Regions from separate parts of the Mus musculus genome. Here regions 1 and 3 are each linked to region 2. A link is a contact called in public ChIA-PET and promoter capture Hi-C data. All regions are on one chromosome and are shown on one strand. The core of a region is the stretch at or near the end of the contact, and the rest is flanking DNA. Distances in the headings are between cores, read along the strand shown. Region 1 has its middle 14 kb from the start of Slc4a8. Region 2 holds the start of Atf1 (activating transcription factor 1). Region 3 holds the start of Ankrd33 (ankyrin repeat domain 33).

Region 1 (4,412 bases), core at 1,253-3,752, 520 kb after region 2:
GTTAGAGTCAGTGATCGCTTTCTTTCTCTGTCTCCCCTCTATCCTTTCTCTCCTAACTAGTGTTAGGGGGAAGGAGACCATAAAAAGGGGGGTTCTAAGATGGTAGAATAAAAAGTAAATTATTGAATCTACTAGCCTCAAACATTTTACATTGGTATGGATGATTGTATATGACTGAAATTTAAGGTTATTTTGTTGTCTTAATGTATTGTACATATGCAACTCTTTTGAAAACGCAATGTAAAGTTCTATTCTTATGAAAGCTACTATTGCAAACTGTTTATTATAATTAGAAGTGCGAGTTACTTGTTAGTCACCTATAAACAATCTTACTTGTAACCTTGTTAGGTACTAGTTTAGTTAATTATAAAACTAAGCTTTTTTTTTTTAGCCTTGTGACTATGTTTTCAAAGTTTAGCAGAGAGTAAACAGGTTGTGTCAAGCAACATTTGTCTATTCAGAGATACTGAGATAGACATCTGGTCTTCAAACACGTTAGAGACCTACAGAGAAGGCATTTAAAATGTTTATAATAATAAACGGCTTTTCTGACAGACACATCTGCTCCTGGCAATACCCCTGATCTACTGCAAAGAAGATAGTGGGCATGAAGAACTTCCACGTGTAGTGTGCTTCACATGTGGCAAAGCTAGCCACTTGAGAAAGAACTGCCCTTGCCCCTACTGCTGACAGCATGTTGTCCAAACTGTGGACAAGCAGGACACTGGGACATCAACTGCCCATCTTTGTAGAGATAAGGTAGCCTAGTCCTTCAAAATTCCTGCTTCACAGAAAAGTCTGTCAGATATTCTGGGCCTGTTGATGAAGATGGATGCTCCAAGGATACAGACAGACCTTGGGTGACTGTCCGGGCAGCCAGCAGACTCTGACATTTCTATAGTTTGAAAGCTACTTGCTCTGTACCTCCTGTTTACTCCGGTGATATTCATCCTTGCCAGGTCTCTGATAGAGTTGAAGACTAGATAGTAACATCTCACAGTTAAGCCTAAGTTGTTTAGGAGTTAAGAAAATGTTTTAGGGCCTAAAAAGATGTTTTAAAGGTGTTAAATGCAAGACAGTGATTTACGTGCAAAACTTTGGGCTCACCGGGAAAGGACTGATAGTGGAGTGCCTTCTCCAAGGTTACCAAATACATATGAACAGGAGATTGTAAATATAATTCTTACTTGACAGTTCTCATAATTTGTTTATATTAATAGTCTATTAATATTAGAGAAAATGTCATTTTTTAAGATTAAAATGGGGAAAGGCAGTGAGAATTTTGGTTTCTTTAAAAACTCAGTTATGTTGTGTGAGTATGTTTTTGTTTTACTCTCAGGTGTGGGATAAGAGGCTGCTTCGCAGCAGGTGATTGTCATTTGCGTCATGCACTGGCGGGGCATACACTAGCTTCAGCTAGTTTAACTCTGGGGACTCTGGAGAGGCTATAAATGGGAGACCTGAGAGGCCCTGTGGCAGCAGCTGCTGCCCCTGCTGCTGCATTTGCTGTGGTGTTTGCTGTTGCTGGATTGCGGTACTGCTGGATATTTTGACGATGAAGATTGGATTTGCCCCCAGGGAACCCAACACCCTTAATAAACAGGACGTAGTCTAAAGAGGTCTACCCTCCCTTTCCCCTCTAACTTTCTTTCTTTCCTACTTGGTGTTGTAAGGGATTAGGGTGGAATAAACTTTGGAAGGGAATCAGAGATAAAAGGACACAATAGTATTTAAAACAAAACAAAACAAAAAAACAAAAACAAAGCAAAAAAAAAAAAAAAAACCCAGCCAACAGTCCACTTTGATTTTTGAGACAGGGTTTCTCACTAGCTTGGAACATACCAAGAACACTAGAGAACTTGTCTGCCTCCTGAGCTCCTGCTACCAGTGTGGCTCCTCCCACTCCTCCAGCCTTCAGGGTTCTGGGTTATCTAACTCAGCCGCTTATCATTGCAGGGCAAATACTTTAACCACTGAGCCGCCCTCAGGGTCTGACCTAACCCCCACCCCACCCCACCCCACCCCAGTCCCGGCTAGTCCCACCCCCGTCCCGGCTAGTCCCACCCCAGTCCCGGCTAGTCCCACCCCCGTCCCGGCTAGTCCCACCCCCGTCCCGGCTAGTCCCACCCCCCGTCCCGGCTAGTCCCACCCCCGTCCCGGCTAGTCCCACCCCCGTCCCGGCTCGTCCCTTTCAGAAAGAGTGCTTAAGCCGATGTGTGGATGTATTTTTCTCTATTCCCCGCCCCCCAACCCCCAATGGATTAAGTTCTTATACTGAGATCTTTGATCCATTTGGGGTGATTTCTGTACAGTATGAGGGGACTGTTTTCAGTCTTCTCTGTGTGGATATCCAGTTTTTTCTGGTGTTATTTGTTTTGAAGTTGTCTTTTATCTGAGTGTTTTATGGCTTGTTTGTCATACTAACGGCTGCTACAGCAGCACCCCTGCGAACACTGCCTGCCTGTCTGTTTTGGCTCCCGTATCAAGCTGTTTTTGTTACTTTGTAGTAGAACATGACCATACTTCCAGAGTCAGCCTTTTCATCGGACATTCGTCTATGGTGTCTATTTGTCTTTGGTGCTTGTTATCATTCCTTCTAGTCTCCGCCCCACAGTTACCTGGCAACAGCTCAATATAAATGGGGCTGCTTGCCCCTTCCTAGCTCTCTTACTCTCTGCCCCTTCTCTCCCTGCCGCTCTCCCTCTCTCCCCACCCTCCTCCTCCCTCTCTCCACGTCTTCCTGGCCAGTTCCACCCCCCCTCCCGCCTTTCTCTATCTCCCCTCCCTCCTCAACTCCCCTTCCCATGCCCTAAATAAACTCTGTTCCATACTATATCTGTTTATATATCTGGTACCTCAGGGGGAAGGGATGTCTTAGCATGGGCCGCAAAGGCGCCCTCTTCCACCTCACCATACCCAGCTCTAGCAAACATATCCTGGCGCTCTCTCTCGCTCTCTCTCTCTCTCTCTCTCTCTCTCATAAAACACAACATTGCTTATGCATTTTAGAATCTTTTTTCTATTTCTCAGAAGATTGGCACTGGCATTTTGATGAGAATTCCATTGAATGGTTGAAATTTGTTTGTTTCTAGCACTTCGAACTAAAAGAGTCTGACCAAAAATAACAATAACACCTATACTAACATTGCTCTTGAGAAGTCGATTACAAACAGTAAAGAGAGCCATGTACACTCAAGTTCAGGCCCAGAAGAGAGAAAGCAGGCAGAAGCGTCTTTGAAATGTGTCAGGAATGATTGATGTTTCCAGGGGCGTAGGAAAGGATCTTGGGAGCTGAGTGGTGACTACTGGACCAGTGTGGAAATGTTGCCAGGATGACCTGCTGTCCTAGGCTGTGAACCAAGCAAATTCCCAGGTAAGTCTTAATGATAGTTGGAAGTCCAGAGAGCTGGAGGCTTTTCTGCTGTGATCGGAGATGGTCTTCAAAACAGAAAGCAAGAGGTTGAGCTAGGACATCAAGAGTCTGCCTACTATAAGAGGCTGGGCCAGGACATCCAAGAGTCTGCCTACTGTAAGAGGCTGAGCCAGGACATTCAAGAGGCTGCCTACTGTAAGAGGTTGAGCCAGGACATTCAAGAGGCTGCCTAAGTCCCTGGGGGGTGGAGGATGGAGGTGCCCCTGCAAATGGCTGACAGCTAAATGATCCAACAGTGTCAAGAAGAAAATCTAGTTCAGCACAGCCTAGAATGGCCTGGGCTGGTTCAAAGCCCCAGAGTCTGACCCTGAGCGGTTTATTTTTGACATACTTCGAGAAAAGTTTCCTCCTGACAGTTATCACAGCAAAGCCTGAGACACACAACTACATCAAAACTCCTTTGCAAAGGGCATGTCTTTTGCAAAGCACGAGTGACCTCTTCTATACGAACTTGTTCTAGGGCTGGAGAGATGGCTCAGCAGTTAAGAGCACTGACTGTTCTTCCAGAGGTCCTGAGTTCAATTCCCAGCAATCACATGGTGCCTCACAACCATCTGTAATCCTCTTCTGGTGTGTTTGAGGACAGCTACAGTGTGCATAAAATAAATCTTAAAAAAGAAAAAAAGAAAGAAAGAGAGAGAGAGAAAGAAAGAGTTGGTTCTATTGCTAGAGAGACAACACTCGGGAGTCTGGAAGGTTCAGAGGAGGTCTGGCTCTATAGGTAGTAAAAGACCACCAGGCTATAAACACCACCCACGCCCAGCCTTTTTTGTGGAAAACAGGTGAAAAACCCTTCTCTGAGAGAGAAAATTGTGGGTGGATAACATTCCTGTTTTCTCTAGTGCTTATCTGGGAACCCAGGAGAACCTTGTGCCGTCTCTACCTCAGGGTGTGCTACAGGGCAATCTCTTGCTTTGAGAAATAACCGGCTCAATTTCTCTAGGAGTGCAGGCTCAGCCCTGCTGCCTTTCTGTGGAAC
Region 2 (4,789 bases), core at 1,523-4,022:
TGCTCTGACCTTGGCCCAAGAATAGGAACACAAACTGTTCCCTCAGCCAGCCTATCTCCAAGCCCGTTACTTCAGAGGTTCCTAGCCGAAGTCCCCAAAGTCTGGGCCGAAACAATTCAATGGGACTCACCTGACATTGAGCTCTGGTTCTAGTTCAATTAAAAGTTGGGACTAGGGGCTGGAGAGATAGCTCAGTCATTAAGAGCACTGGCTGCTCTTCCAGAGGTCGTTGAGTTCAATTCCCAGCAATCACATGGTGGCTCACAACCATCTGTAATGGGATCTGATGCCCTCTTCTGGTGTGTCTGAAGACAGCTACAGTGTACTCATATAAGTAAAATAAGTCTTTAAAAAATAAAAATTATCAGGCAACATCCAATACCCAGAGATGCCAGGCCCCTCGCTTTAATCAGCTCTGGGAGGTAGGGATTCTGAGTCCTTGCCAATCAGCATGGCACACTCCCCTCCTTTCGGTCAAGAAGTCCTATTCCAATGACTGCCAGCGTGTGCAGGATGTAAGGGAGGTAAATAAACAGTGGAAGATACCCATCCTACAGTTCCAGACTCATCCGTCCTGCTGAGCTGATGTCCAGACCCTCTAGCCTTTACCCCCAAGTGCTGGACCTTCAGGTGAGTGCCACCACACACAATCCAGGGATCCTCTCAGATAGTTCTTCATCCTTCTCTTTATTTTTAAATGATCAGCAGGGGCTGGGAGATGTCTCCAGGTTAAAGGATGAGAACGCTTCTCTTGCAGAGGTCTCATGTTAGGTTTCCGGCATGTATCAGACAGCTCACAGCTGAATGAAATGAGGACATGACCGTTCTGAGGCATATGGTTGAGGAGAAGGCTTTGAGTGTAGATGTGGGAGAGAGTACAGCCAGAGGCATGGGAAGAGGCCAGGGCAGGGAGACAAATAACAGACTGACCAGAGCTTTGACAGGGGGCAGAGCAAGAAAAAGGAAGAGAAAGTTGGAAGAGGCAAAGAGCCAAGAGAGATGGCCAAACTGGCAGGATTTTTGGAACTCAGAAGCTGGGGGAAGAGAACTGAAGGCCCTCAGCCTGGGTTTAGGGTAGGGGGTTGGTGTGTGCTAGAGAAGAGCAGATTGTGAGCCTGGCTACCAGCCTGTGCTTTGGCATGCTAACAGACACCACAGTTAGCCATTTGTCCTGGGTTTCTTTGGGACCTGACAGCAACCATTTGTAATTCTAACTCCAGAGGATCCAACGCTCATTTCTGGATTCTGAAGAAACCTGTGCGCATACCATTCCCCATCTGAGACACACAGACACACAAAATTTACAATAATATATTTAAAAAGCAAACACTTGAAAGAAAGGATGAATGTATAGAAGTGTTTGGAGGGGGGAAAGAGCTGGAGAGATGGCTCAGTGGTTAAGAGCACTGACTGCTCTTCCAGAGGTCCTGAGTTCAATTCCCAGCAACCACATGATGGCTCTGTAATGGGATATGATGCTCTCTTCTGGTGTGTCTGAAGACAGCTACATAAAAAATAAATATAGGCCGGGCGTGGTGGCACACGCCTTTAATGCCAGCACTTGGGAGGCAGAGGCAGGCGGATTTCTGAGTTGAAGGCCAGCCTGGTCTACAAAGTGAGTTCCAGGACAGCCAGGGCTATACAGAGAAACCCTGTCTTGAAAAACCAAATATATATTTATATGTGTGTACACACACACACACACACACACACACACACATATATATATCTTTAAAAGAAAAAATAAAGGTTTGGAGGGAGGAAAAGAGAGAAATGATAATATAATCTCAAAAAAAGGACCCCTTTTAAAAACACTATGGGTGATGGAATGACTGCTGCTGGCCTGTTGTTCAGGCCAGGCTGGTATCTGCAAGCTTTCCCCCGACCTTACTTTGTAGGTCACTTTCCATAATGTTGAGACTCTGACTTAGTGTTGTACTTTCCATAGTTTTTTAAGACAGGCTTTCTTTGTATAGCCTTGCCGGGCCTGGAACTTTCTATGAAGATAAGAGATAGCACTGTGCCTGCCAACCCAAAGTGCTGGGGTCAGAGGCACAGCTGACCACGCCTGGCAATTTCCATAAATTTGATAGCGACTCCAGAGAGGTTGGGTAACTAGCCTAATCAGTCAAAACCCGAGTACTTCTATTTAAAGGTAGTCATCGGCCTTAGCTTTATTGGGCAATATTTGCTGAATCACGGTGCCTGGAGTCTAATAAGCCCTTCTAAACGCTTCAGTTTTACATCACATCGTATGTTCTGAAGGCTCAAAACCAAAGTCTTCACTCACCCAGTTATTAGGAGGGAAGGTGTCAAATACAACTTCTCAAAACATTTGATAATGCACTTTGTAGAGGGCATGCTAAAAACAAGCAAGCGAGCGAGCAAACCGCTATGATGCCCTAGCAGAACCTTGCCAAGGCTGAGATAAAGGCATCTGTATGAAGGTCAACTCCCCACAAGGACATGCTAAGTCCTTTCCGAAGCACTAAGATGGCAGCGCAAGGTTTTACAGTTACTTAAACAGAGCAGGTAGCCGAGGGTCAGCTGTCCCGCCCGCGAGAGAGGGAGGTCAGGACCCCGCGCCATTGCCCCAAGATCCCCGGAGCTCCCCCAGCGTCCCCGTGGCGGCCCGCGCGCTCCCGAGCTCGCCAAGATGGCGGCGCTCACGTGACCACGCGGTGACGCAGCACGCCGGCGCGCAGGCCACGCCCCTCCCCACGCTCCCGCGCACTCCTCGGCCGCCCCCCCCCCCCCCCCCAGCCCCGGCCCCCGGCCTGTGCGGATCATGCCGCCTGCGACGCCCCTCGCGGCCGGGAAACGGTAGCCGCGACGGTTGGCTCTCGAGTTACGCTCTCCTCCCGCACCCCGCCGACCCCTGGGACGCGCGCCACCTCGCTGCGGTGCGCGGCTGGCAAGTGAGGAGTAAAGTCGGCGCCGCCTGGGACGGGGGAGTGGAGCTTCCTGCCCCGGGCAGCGGCCAGGCGGCCCCGCGGGTGAGTGGGGCGCGGCGGAGCGCGAGGCGGCCCGGGCGGGAAGGCGGCGCCGGCGGGGACGCAATGGCGGCCACGCGCCGGCCGGGGGTCGCGCGCGGCTCGGCGGGCGGTGGGGGAGGGGCGCGGTGGGGGTGGGGCCGGCCGCGCGCTTCCGGTCGCGCGCGTCCCGAGCGCCCGGGCGTTAGGCTCCCCTCGCCTCCGCGGGGCGCGTTGGGAGAGGCGCCCCGGGCCTCCCGCGCTCCTTGGCTCGGCCCGCGCCGCATGGAGGCGGGAAGAAAAGCCGAGCGGCGGCCTCCGGCAGGCTGCAGACGCCGCGGCCTTGGGCTCCCGCCTCCATGACTGGGAAAACCGAGGCAACCCGCCCTGTGGCGGGGCACGGCGTTCCTCTCCTTCCGGGAGTCTCGCCGCTGGCCGCCTAAGTTATGATAGAAACTTAAAAGAGTCTCGGTAGCCGCCTTTTCTTTTTGAGACGGGATTTGTTGCGAAGAGTTCATGGTGCAGGACTTCCAGACGCGGTCGCCGGGTCCGGTTTATTATAGCGTTTTTAGTTTTGCCTGAGACAGGGCTTACCAAACTGGCCTTAAATAAATTTATATATACATACACACACACATACATACATACATACATACATACATAGTCCAGGTTGGCTTCGAACACGGCTTATGTTAGGATTTTTTGTTTGTTTTTTTGTTTTTCTTATATGAGTACACTGTAGCTGTCTTCAGACACTCCAGAAGAGGGAGTCAGATCTCATTACAGATGGTTGTGAGCCACCATGTGGTTGCTGGGAATTGAACTCAGACCTCTGGAAGAGCAGTCAGTGCTCTTAACTGTTGAGCCATTTCTCCAGACCTTCAACATCTTTTTCAAGGAAGGAAGCTAAGACGCCTTTTCCTCACTCACCAGCTGAGAAGTCTCTGTACTTGATATTTATTGATATTTACTGTTCACTCGTGACAGTCTGCTGGTCACTGAGCACACTTTACTGCAGACAGGCACTGCCTTTAGAGAGCTTAAAGCTGGGAGAAACAGGCAGGCTAGTAAACATAGCTGTTAAGTAATTCAGAGATAACGAGCCAGGCAAGACAAATGTATTAAAATAGGACCTGATCCAGGCGTAGTGGCACAAGCCTTTAACCCCAGCTCAGGCGGCAGAGGCTCTAAAGACCAAACCAACCTCCTACCCCTCACCCAGGAAGGAAAGAAAACCACAGGACTTGGTACAGTAAGGAATGGCAGTAAGAGGTATTGCTGGGCCAGGAATGGTGGTGGACACAGCCTAGCTTCTGGGTTTTTGCATCCTAATGTGAGATCTGAAGTAAATACAGTTTCTTTAGGTCTCATCACCACAAAAACAAATCTCTTCTCTTGATATTTCACGTAGAAAGTCGCTTTCTTTGTAGGATTTATTAAAAGCACCTTGCCTTGGGCTAGGGATGTAGCCTGCTCTGTAGAGGACCTGGGTGTGTTGGCAGGTTCTGCTTAATTGAGGCAAGCGGGGATGTCTGGAGAGTCAAGTTCAAGAAAGGTCACCCTCTGCTATGTATCAGGTTTTGAGGCCAATCTGGGCTATAGAAGACCCTGTCCTAGGAGGGCAGTGCCTTGCCTTGTGTGTGACAGCCATCCATAGCCTGCGGACTTCTCCGTTTCCAGCATCTTGTTGGTGATGCATTTGGACTGCATTTCATTGCCTTCCTGATTCTGCCCAACTGTGCATCATATTATGATAGCTGCTACTTGGAACTTAATTGTTTTTATAGAAAATGTACTCAGATAGTGTATTTTGTTTA
Region 3 (4,494 bases), core at 1,980-4,479, 890 kb after region 2:
AGAGCAGGCTGCCTCATTCTCCTGCTTCCATAACCTCTCGGTTGTGGTAGATTGAACCCTAGAGCTGTGAGACAAAATAAACTGTTCCTTAAGGTACATTCACCCCTGGAAGAATGGGAACGTTAAATGTGGTGGATGCACACACCTGTGCTCATCCACCTGCGTGGACACACCTGCGCTTATGCACCTCTGGAAGAATGGGAAAGCTAAATGTGGATGCACACACCTGTGTGCATTCACTTGTGTGCACACACCTGTGTGCATTCACTTGTGTGCACACACCTGTGTGCATTCACTTGTGTGCACACACCTGTGTGCATTCACTTGTGTGCACACACCTGTGTGCACATGCCTATGTCTATCCACCTGTGTGCACCCACCTGTGTGCATCCACCTGTGCACATGCACCTGTGTGCACACACCTGTGCTCATCCACTGGGATTCCATACAGCAGCTAGCTCTAAGGTGACTAGAGAAAAAGAAAGCTGTAGATAGGGTGTCTGTAAATGATCAGAGATGTCTGGCCTATAACGTCATAGATATTTTCTACCTACTGCATAGAATTCCACATTTGACTCTGATGGCTTGGGGTAGAGCAGCCATCTTGTGACTAAGGAACAATAAGAGAATTCCAGGCAAGGCCCTGAGACCATCAGATCAGATCCCTTAACCAAGACCAGCTTGCTGTCCCTGAAATAGTTTGCACGTGCAAAGTAAAACTCTAGTTTGCTAACCCGTGCACATCCGTTAGAGTGCAGTGGCAGACAGCAGAAATTTCGTTGGCTAGTTCAGACAGAAAGGGCTGGAAAAGCAGGCTCTAGGTCACAAACTACTGCCAGCTTTGGCAGTCACATGACCTCTGCCTGTGATTGAGAAATCACAGTCAGTACCACAGGAAGCTGGTAAACCAGGAAGCTGTTCGCAGAGCCCGCCTATCCTGCCACGGTCTGCGGGTGTCCCATAATACAAAGCTCTGCTCCAAATTTACTTACACAACATAAAGCCCAGACCCACAGCTCCAGGGCAGCTGGAAAATAAATGTTTGCTTAGCTTCCAGCTTTGGCAGCTCCGGAGAAAACTCACCAGCAGCTTTGGATGAATGCTGAGTCCAGCCCAGACGGAACCCCCTACTTTCCAGGCCAGCCCCACCCCATCAAGATACTAACTTCCAAATTGCATGTGACATCACTAGAACAGGACTTTAAAAAAACAGGTTGGGGTGGAATAAAACAAACAAACAAAAGTTCTGCAGCATAATTAGAAACTGATTAAGTTTCCAGTCAGTGGTGGCAGAGGCAGGCAGATCTCTGTGAGTTTAAGACATGTCTGGTCTACATAGTGAGACACCTCCCCCCCGACCCCCCGTATTAAAAAAAGAAAGAGAAGGAGCTGGTGAGGTGGCTCAGAGGTTGAGAGTACTGTTCTGAGTTCAATTCCCATCAACCACATGGTTTATAAGGGGGTCTGATGCCCTCTTCTGACATGGTAAGGTATGTGCAGCTGGGTACTCATACATTAAATACAATTTTAAAGAAGCCAGGCAGTGGTGGCACATGCCTGTAATCCCAGCACTTGGGAGGCAGAGGCAGGCAGATTTCTGAGTTTGAGGCCAGCCTGGTCTACAAAGTGAGTTCCAGGACAGCAGGGCTACACAGAGAAACCCTATCTCAAAAAACCAAAAAAAAAAAAAGAAAGAAAGAGGAAAACAAACAAACAAACAAACAAACACACACACAAGCCAGGTTGCATTTGATCCTAGTATTTGGGAGGTTGGGGCATGAGAATAGTGAGTTCAAGGCCATCCTAGGGTACATATTAGGTTCTGGGATATCCTGGGCTACATAAGAGTCTTTCTCAAAACAAAAGACTAATAAAACCAACAAACACAAGAAACCAGACAATAGCAATACACAAACACAAATCAACATTTTACTTTTAATGAAGTGTACATGTTCAGTGATTATTAGCACCAATGAGTAAAGAGCGGAGGAGTTGTGCAGGAACCAAACTGTGAAAGAAAAGCAAAACGATGCTGGAAAGCAGAGCCCCGCAGTGTGGAGAGTGCGACACTCTGAGCGCTAAGTCACTCAACTTATTAATCTTAAAAATGACAGTACAAAAGTACTGTTACTTTAATACATCATTTTAAAATGCCATACTTTACTTACCACCTCAGATCTAATCCATTAAAATTAATACATCATAATTTTTCTTTTAAAATTTATTTTATTTTAATAATTTAATAATTTATGTTTGCAGGCATTTTTCCAGTGCCCGTGTCTGTGCACCATGAAAGCACAGTACCAGCACAGACCAGAAGAGGGCATCAGATCCTCTGGCACTGGAGTTACAGACAGTTGTGAGCTACTCAGTGGGTGCTGGGAACTGAACCACGGTCCTTTGGAAGAGCAAGCCAGCGTTCTTAACCGCTGGGCAGTCTCTCCAGCCTCCTGGAAACTCTTCATGTTTTGATTTCTTTGGGTAAACTGTAGTGCATACCTCCCCATTCATCTTTATTTAATGCCTACACCTTCCCCATCCATAGCCCCTTCACCCAAATCTACTCCTTTGAAGTGGAAGGGATCTCTGTGTACTGACTGGTTCTGTGTGTCAACTTGACACAAGCTGGAGTTATCACAGAGAAAGGAGCCTCCCTTCAGGAAATGCCTCCATGAGATCCAGCCATAAAGCATTTTCTCAATTAGTAATCAAGGGTGGAGGGCCTGTTGTGAGTGGTGCCATCCCTGAGCTGGTAGTCTTGTGTTCTATAAGAAAGCAAGCTGAGCAAGCCAGGGGAAGCAAGCCAGTAAGTAACATCCCTCCATGGCCTCTGCATCAGCTCCTGCTTCCTGACCTGCTTGACTGGCTTCCTTGGTGATGAACAGCAGTATGGAAGTGTAAGCTGAATAAACCCTTTCCTCCCCAACTTGCTTCTTGGTCCTGATGTTTGTGCAGGAATAGAAACCCTGACTAAGACACTCAGGCTCCACAGCTGGGTGCCAAGACCTCCATAATGCTTCTCTTGCAAGGCCATATCTAAGTGCAGCTGACTTCCCACGATGAAGGGAGAAAGATCAGCCCGGAGGAATTCACTCAGCTCTGAGCCTGGAGAAGCTGCCACCATCCAAGTCTAGCAGGATCTTAGGGCAAGGATTGAGCAATGGCAGAGAGTACAGTCACCCCCCAGCCCCCCAATCCCTTCCTAACCCGCTTGACCTGGCTCAGCTCTGAGGTGTTTATGGCAGCTTTCTGCAGGCACAGCCATCTGTCACCTGCCTTGTTTCTTGGTATCAGCTACCCCACAGAAGGGCTAGTGAGCTTTTGAGGTGTGGGGGTGGACTGAGCCACAGGCTGGCCCTCTGCTGTGATGGAGACCCTAGAGTCCCAGGTAAGGTTGGGGGATGGGAAATGATAACCCCTGTCATGAGCTTCCTTGAGAACCTGACCTACATACAGTAAGATGCTTGGCTACCTGTCTTGGGTCTAGGCAGAGGTGAGACACCCTCCAGGGTAAAGGTTTGTCCTGGGGAGACGGTGCAGCTGCAGGGACTTATTCACTCAGGGTTGCAGGAGGAACTGCTCCTTGGCGTTTTGTCATAGCTGCCTGCTGAATAAAGAGGGACTCGGGCCGGCGGCAGAGGAGTCACTATTGCCCCGAGAGGACTGGACATGTCTGAGGCCCTGCCCTTCCCCAGCAACAAGACCTCAACCCCTGAATGCAATTTGAAGACACTGTACTGGGCATGTGTCCACAATGACCTTGCTGAGCTCCAAGCCAGGCTGGACGCTGGTGTGTCCCCAGAGGAGGCCTCCCAAGTGGACAGCAACGGGAGGGTGAGATGCCCCAGGGCTCACCAGAACAGTTGAGGACAGTCCAGGCTTCATACATAACATCCTGGTCTGGGTCCCCAGAGAGTCACAGAGTCATCCCCACTCTAGATGGGTGAAAACCATCTTGACAGGGGTTGGGATAGGCCCTGGGGGAAAACAGACTTAGGAGGGAAAGGAGGTCCTAAGAAGAACTTAGTGGAAAGTGGGGGTCCAAGCTGCTCTGTCCCCTAGACAGGCCTCATGGTTGCATGCTACCATGGCTTTGGTTCCATTGTGGCTCTGCTCAGCTGCTGTCCTTTCCTGGATGTGAACCAGCAAGACAAAGACGGGAACACAGCCCTCATGCTGGCTGCCCAAGCAGGTGTGAGACACAACGCCCCACCCCAGCCCACACCTACCCCACCTTCACCCCCAACTCCATCCCACCCTCACTCCCAGCCATTAGGACAGCAGCCCCAAACCTTGCACAAGAGTCTCCCAGGCCAAGCTTCAGCATTCCCTTACCTTGAGAGACTAGCTATGTGGTCCTGTCTCTGCAGGTCACATGTCTCTTGTGACTCTCCTGCTCAACTACTTTGCTGGCCTGGACCTGGAACGCAGGGACCAGCGGGGACTCACAGCTCTGATGAAGGCTGCCATTCAAGATCGCTCCGAGTGTGTAGT

What was found. Promoter capture Hi-C pulls out the DNA fragments that hold promoters and counts their contacts. ChIA-PET counts read pairs in DNA pulled down with a chosen protein or histone mark.
Region 1: a contact with region 2 is called in an RNA polymerase II ChIA-PET map of memory CD8 T cells, with 17 read pairs. The contact joins the enhancer-like site here to the promoter of Atf1 in region 2. A contact is called at or near these places in 2 of 39 promoter capture datasets (the SN4741 cell line and neural stem cells), 1 of 484 Hi-C or Micro-C datasets (erythroblasts) and 3 of 115 datasets of contacts at active chromatin or transcription factors (embryonic stem cells, fetal liver and memory CD8 T cells).
Region 3: a contact with region 2 is called in a promoter capture Hi-C map of embryonic stem cells. The contact joins the promoter of Ankrd33 here to the promoter of Atf1 in region 2. A contact is called at or near these places in 2 of 39 promoter capture datasets (embryonic stem cells and hippocampal neurons) and 1 of 9 other capture datasets (liver).

Annotation. Positions count from the first base shown.
Region 1 is chr15:100,745,214-100,749,625 of GRCm38.p6, forward strand. No RefSeq gene overlaps it. Among named protein-coding and RNA genes, the nearest start is that of Slc4a8, 14 kb to the right of the region's middle. Within about 2 kb of position 2,503, at least 111 of the 459 cell types and tissues checked have an H3K27ac peak or open chromatin away from gene starts, as enhancers often do. A contact at or near this core is called in erythroblasts, fetal liver and memory CD8 T cells, where this site is marked.
Region 2 is chr15:100,225,087-100,229,875 of GRCm38.p6, forward strand. It overlaps Atf1 (activating transcription factor 1), which reads left to right and starts at 2,773. Exons shown (of 7, transcript NM_007497.3): 1 at 2,773-2,996.
Region 3 is chr15:101,112,515-101,117,008 of GRCm38.p6, forward strand. Ankrd33 (ankyrin repeat domain 33) reads left to right here and starts at 3,230. Exons shown (of 5, transcript NM_001374225.1): 1 at 3,230-3,388; 2 at 3,601-3,834; 3 at 4,063-4,192; 4 at 4,371-4,494. The coding sequence starts at 3,670.